Linked DNA regions of Sus scrofa: region 2 is linked to region 1. The links are chromatin contacts, called in public Hi-C maps. All regions are on one chromosome and are shown on one strand. Each heading gives the region's core, a stretch centred on a gene start, on an enhancer-like site or on the middle of the called end of the contact. The rest is flanking DNA. Distances are from core to core; before and after follow the strand shown. Region 1 holds the start of RAB10 (RAB10, member RAS oncogene family). Region 2 holds the start of ASXL2 (putative Polycomb group protein ASXL2).

What was found. Hi-C and Micro-C count contacts between places; a contact is called where the count stands out from the background.
Region 2: a Hi-C map of liver shows a contact between it and region 1, with 5 times the contacts expected there. The contact joins the promoter of ASXL2 here to the promoter of RAB10 in region 1. A contact is called at or near these places in 1 of 5 promoter capture datasets (liver), 4 of 47 Hi-C or Micro-C datasets (heart right ventricle, liver and skeletal muscle) and 1 of 2 datasets of contacts at active chromatin or transcription factors (alveolar macrophages).

What each region holds. Positions count from the first base shown.
Region 1 is chr3:112,922,915-112,925,644 of Sscrofa11.1, reverse strand. RAB10 (RAB10, member RAS oncogene family) reads left to right here and starts at 1,457. Exons shown (of 6, transcript NM_001243060.1): 1 at 1,457-2,114. The coding sequence starts at 1,988.
Region 2 is chr3:113,043,276-113,046,042 of Sscrofa11.1, reverse strand. It overlaps ASXL2 (putative Polycomb group protein ASXL2), which reads right to left and starts at 1,255. Exons shown (of 13, transcript XM_021087739.1): 1 at 796-1,255. The coding sequence starts at 1,131.

The DNA of each region.
Region 1 (2,730 bases), core at 208-2,707:
CATATTAAATGAACAGGAATCCCCGTTGTGGTTCAGCGGTTTATGAACCCAAATAGTATAGACGAGGATACAGGTTTGATCCTAGGCTTCGCTCAGGCATTGCTGCAAGCTTTCAGTGTAAGTCACCAGGAGAGCTCCGATCTCGTGTTGCTGTGACTATGGCCTAGGCTGACAGCTGCAGCTCCAATTCACCCCCTTGCCTGGGAACTGCCATATGCTGCAGATGCAGCCCTAAAAAGATTAATAAATACACATTTTGCTGGTGGGGGGTGGGTTGTAAAAATGCAGTTTTTACTTCTCTCTATCTCTGTTTCTTGCTTTCAAGATGTCTCAGGGTTTTCTCCTGCAGCAGGCTGAACCAGCCCACCAAGTTCGACTACTCTGCCATCACACCCTAGGTGTGTTTTAGAGCCACAAAGCACCCAGAAAAAAGGTAGGGCAGGAGTATGAATATTTAAACTACAGAAAGTAATATTTAAACTACCTGAGGCTGAGGAGAGGGAAGAAAGGGTGTTAGCCATAAGAAATGATAGTCAAGGAAGAGGCAGCTTGGGGTTGGGGTTGGCTTCACTATCCTTCAGTTTGGGACGCTGGTGGTTCAATTCCGGCCGAAGGGAAGGGTCCCGCTTCCGTATAGTGCTCTTGGGCCGTCCTTACTCCGAAAGGTGGCTAAAGTTCTGGAGCTGGTTCTCCATGTAGAGCACAGCACCGAGGCTTCCACTTGGCGGGAGGTGCTCCCAACGCCCAGGTGATCCTCGGCCCTCTGTTCCTCGCCCTAGAAGGCAGATTACATCATCCCAGCTTGAGCAGCGCGGCCAGTTTTTTCCATTTCAAACTCCTGGTATCTTGAACGCCAACTCTTGCTCCTTAAGCAAACCGGGATGGAGCCGTAATGTTTCCCAGGCCATGACTAGCCACGAGGGACGGCACTCCTGAATGCGCCTCATTTTAGCTTAGAGGCTATTAAATGACCCAGGGCGCTGCTTTTTCTAGCATATACGGGCTATGGCTACACAGGAACACATGGCCACCCAAGCCGGTGGCTGCCCCAAGACTCTCAGCTCAACACACGCGTCAAGCGCGGCGAAAAGCATCCTCCGCTCAGCCGGGAGGGCGATCCCGGGAGGAAAACGGGGGGAAGTCAAGGGGCTACTCCAGCGTGCCGCGCCTGCGCAGTCACTAGGCAGCGCCTCCCCGCGGGGCGTGCTCACAACGCCGCGCACCCTATCAGGCGGCCACAGGGAGCGCGCCCGCGGCCTCGCCCTCTCTCGCCCCTCCTCTCTCTCGTCTCCGCCCGGCCTTAGACCGAGGCCCAGAGAGCTGGAGCTTCACTCTCCGCCCCCGCGTGCCCCCATACCCCCTGGCGCGCGTGCGCAGAGGCGGGCCGCAGAGTGAGGGCGCGAGGAGAGGGCGGGCGTACGTCCTTGCGTGCGTCTCAGGCAGCGCGCACGCCGGCGTGAGAGGGCACGGGGAAAAGGTGGCTCTGGCCGGGGCGGCTCGGCTTCCTGTGGCTATGTAGCTGAGCTTGTCGGCTCCGGGTCCTCCTTCGCTGCCGTCGCCGCGCCCTAGCGCGGAGCTGCTGCTGCTGCTCGAGAGAGAGAGAGAGAGAGACAGACAGACTGTCCTCACGCCTGCCGCGCTCCCTCGACGGCCGAGCTTGCTCTCTAGCCCGTGGGAGCGTCCCGGCCGAGCAGCCCTGAGGGGGGAGGGGAGGCCATTTTGTCCCGACCGACTCCCCGGAACCGGGCGGAGCGGCTGGGAGAGGCTGCGGAGCCGTGGTCGCCGCCCTCGAAGGCACCGGACGCCGCCACCGTCGAGGCTTCCTCGACGAAGCCGTTCCTAGGTCGCCCGCGCCCTCTCGAGCCCTCCTTTTTCCCACGCCTCCCCGGTCCTCCGGCCTGAGAACGCCTGAGCGAGGAGTTGTCCGTAGTGAGAGGGACTGATCCCTTGGGGCCGCCGGCGGCGAGAGCCTGAGCCGCTCCTCCCAATGGCGAAGAAGACGTACGACCTGCTTTTCAAGCTGCTCCTGATCGGGGACTCGGGAGTGGGGAAGACCTGCGTCCTTTTTCGTTTTTCGGATGATGCCTTCAACACCACCTTTATTTCCACCATAGGTAAGACCTGTGGGAGGATGGCGTACGGTCTCTGCAGCTGCAAACCGTTTCTTTAACTCCAGACATCTTGCTTCGCGTAATATACGCCTTTGTTTCAGTGATTCCGATTCCAAGCGACAGACCCAAGTTACTGTTTGAAAGCCTCGAGCTTTCTGGGGCGGGGTCTTCCCATGCTCTCCATCGGTTCTTTTCCTTTCAGGTCTCCCACTCTGCTCAGTGACTGCTGTTACAAAATATGCAGCATTAACAACGTTCCAGAACCCTGTTTCTTTAAACGACTGGGTTGGCTTTTTCCATGTTTGTGTGGCGTTACTAGATGTACGATATTTGTAAGGGATTTATTTTGATGGCTGGGAGTGAAGCAGTAGGAGTCATTTGGCAAAGGCCTTAATTCATATACTTGAGGGCAAAGAGAAGATTCCATATGGTCATAACTTAGAGTAAACTTAAGGGTTTGTGTGAGGAATAATTAAAGCAAATTAGAAAGGAAAAGCGAGTTGCCCCGCGTTGACTAATCCATTGATGTGTCAAACAATCGGAGGCTCTTCGTGCTTGGGGTGGGACTCTATTGGTATGTTGGCTCACAGTGCTTTTTGAGACATCAACAGAAGCGGTA
Region 2 (2,767 bases), core at 6-2,505, 120 kb before region 1:
ACTTCACAATAATAAATTTAGAAAAGGGGGAAAGAAGGATGGTTTTATCCACTACAACTTCGTGAGGCCATCGCTTTAGCTACGGAAAAGTCAAGGCTCAGTAAACTACACGTCCCACCATGCTTTGCTGCCTTGTTCAGAGTAGGTCTCTACGGAAACAGAAAAAAAAAAAAAAAAAAAATTCTACAAGTCCCACCTGTTACTTCGTTTCTAAACACCTCCAGCACTTTCAGCTGCAACAGCAAACATAAAACAAGAGCCTCGTGACCTCCGGCCGGATCCGGGAGCCCAGACAAGCAAGGGGCCCGGGGTCAGGCGGCAGATCTGCTACAGCGGGTGGGTTCTACCCAGCGCCAGCGCTCCCCTCTTCTTTCCGGGGCTGGGTGCACGCACAAGCCTTCTCCTATCTGCATCCAATGGGGGCTCTTCAGCCGCAAAAGGGAGAAGAACCGGTTACTGTGCAAGCACAACAGACTTCCCCATGCCGGGGCGGGGGCTACCACGGAGTCGGGGTGAGAGCGTCGCGACCCAGAGAGCAGCTTCAAAACACCAAGAGGATTCGTCGCAGAGCAGGGAGAAGCCACAGCCCCGTGGCGACCCTCTTCCGCTGGCGCCTCCATTCCCACAGGGACCACAAACCCGACACTAACCGCCGCCCTCGCCGCGCGGTTTTTTGCCCCCTCAGTCGAGTGGCAGGACCATTGACCCCCCCACCCCGCGCCGCTTCCCCTGCGACCGGTGGGCGGAGAAGGAACGAAAACCTCCTGGCTTTCCACTCCGCTCCCTCCTCCTTACCGTCTTGGCGGCCTCCGCCCAGGTCCTGCCCTTCTTCCTACGGCCCTTTTCCCTCATGTCGGGTCTTGAACTGACTGGGAGGCTCCCGTGTCCGGGCTCCAGCCGCCCTCCCTGCCTGCTCTGCCCTGCGCTGTTTTTCCCGCGGTGCCGGGAAAGGTGGGAGAAAGGGGAAGTCAGGCCAGAGGAGCACCCAAGCAGAGGAAGCGGCGGCGGTGGTGCGCGGGGTGGGGGTGGGGGGGGGAAATCTATGAAGCGGCCGGTCCTCCTGCTGCCGTTGCCACTGCTACCGCCGCTGCCATATTGGGTCCTTACTGTACAGGCAGCCGCTACGGTCATGTGACCGCTCCCGCGCGGCCGTCACTACTGTACGCAGCCGGCCGCGCGAGCGAGCGCGCGCGCGCTCCCGCCACCTGCGCCGGGCTGCGGAGAGAGCGAGCCAGCAGTGCCCGGCGCCTAGCCACGCCCCCGCCCTTCCGCTCTCCGCCTCTCCTCGCGAGCTTGCGCAAAGGGAAGGACCGACGCTGCGCTGCGTCGGGCGTCCTGCGCTTACGCCTACAGCAAAAACCTGCGGAAGCGGAACTTGATCCGTCCCGGAAGGTTTATTGAGCGGATTCTGACCGCGTTGGGAGGGCGTTACGGTGACTTTATAGACATAATCCTGGGGAGAACCGTGCTCTTCCTTCTAGGAGCAACCCTCCCAAGTATCACTTTCAATGAGCCTCGAAGTTGCGTTTTTTTGTCTATGTTCATTTTCATAAAGGCTCTCTTTTTGAAGGTTTGCAGTAATTCTAGCCTATCTGTTTATGCCATCTGATAGATGAAGCAATTTGAGTTTGAGTGACTTGCTAAACTCACGAGTCTGGAATGCGGTGAAACCAAAAATCAAATTACCGCCTCAGAGTCCTTTCTGTCTCCCCAGAGTGCCTCTCAAACTTAGGTGACCTTTATTTTAAGGCCACCAATAACTACATTCACACTTTTACTTGTGAATGTCTCATCAAGGACACAAATGGTGTCTTTTTTATCTGGGTGAGTTCAGTCCCTGGCACAGTGCCTGTACATATCAGGCGCCCAGTAAATATTTGCTGAATGATTCAGCTGTAGCTGTAGTCAGAAACCATTATTTGTAATGACCTTAACTGCCTCCTGAAAGATACAGAATGTGGCATCTTCCATCGAAATGTCCTTGTCTTGATACTTTGCAAAAAGGGCAGTAATGCCTACTAATCTCCCAAGTCCACCTGCTTCCAGAAGCTGCTTCCGGTCTACTAAATTTACTATGTTCTAAAATAAGACTGAGAGTTGGGCTGCCTCTTGGGAGAAAAGACAGTTGAGAACAATACTTATCTTGGAGTCCAAGGATGCGTTTCAGAAGCTCATGGCCCCTCTAAAATTATGGAAAGTATTTTGTATGTGTTAGTTGTGTATTTTTTGAGAAGAGGATTCATAACATTTCGTCATTTTTTTAAAGGAGTCTTTTACACACGTACACAAGTCTTAAGAGGGCGTCTGAGAGGGCTTCTGGAAACTTCTTTATCTTTCCCCTTCAACCATTGACAGTCAAACAGCCCCATATCAGCAATTGATACGGTCATGTTTTCACCAATTTCTTTAGTGATAGCATGATCCGTAACACTCAAGGGATGTACCGTCTCCCTCTAAAGCCTAGGTCTATAGTCTGTTCAAGAAGCAGCTCTCCATTCCTAGCCATTGCCTGGGACTTGTCATCTAGCCCTGTTGCCTGAGAATTTTACCTCAGCTTGTTTTCAGATCTTGCTAGGACAGATTTTCCCGCTGTCCTTACTTTGCTTTTCTGGAGCTCCATTCCCAGATTTTAATTTCAAGGGTAGGGGTTGTGGTAATGCAGTTCCTACTTGTTAAACTTCAACAGATCTGGATAATTTTGTTGTTATTATTATTAATAATAATGAATTATAATTCCCCAGAGACTATGTTTGTTCTAGTGTGTATT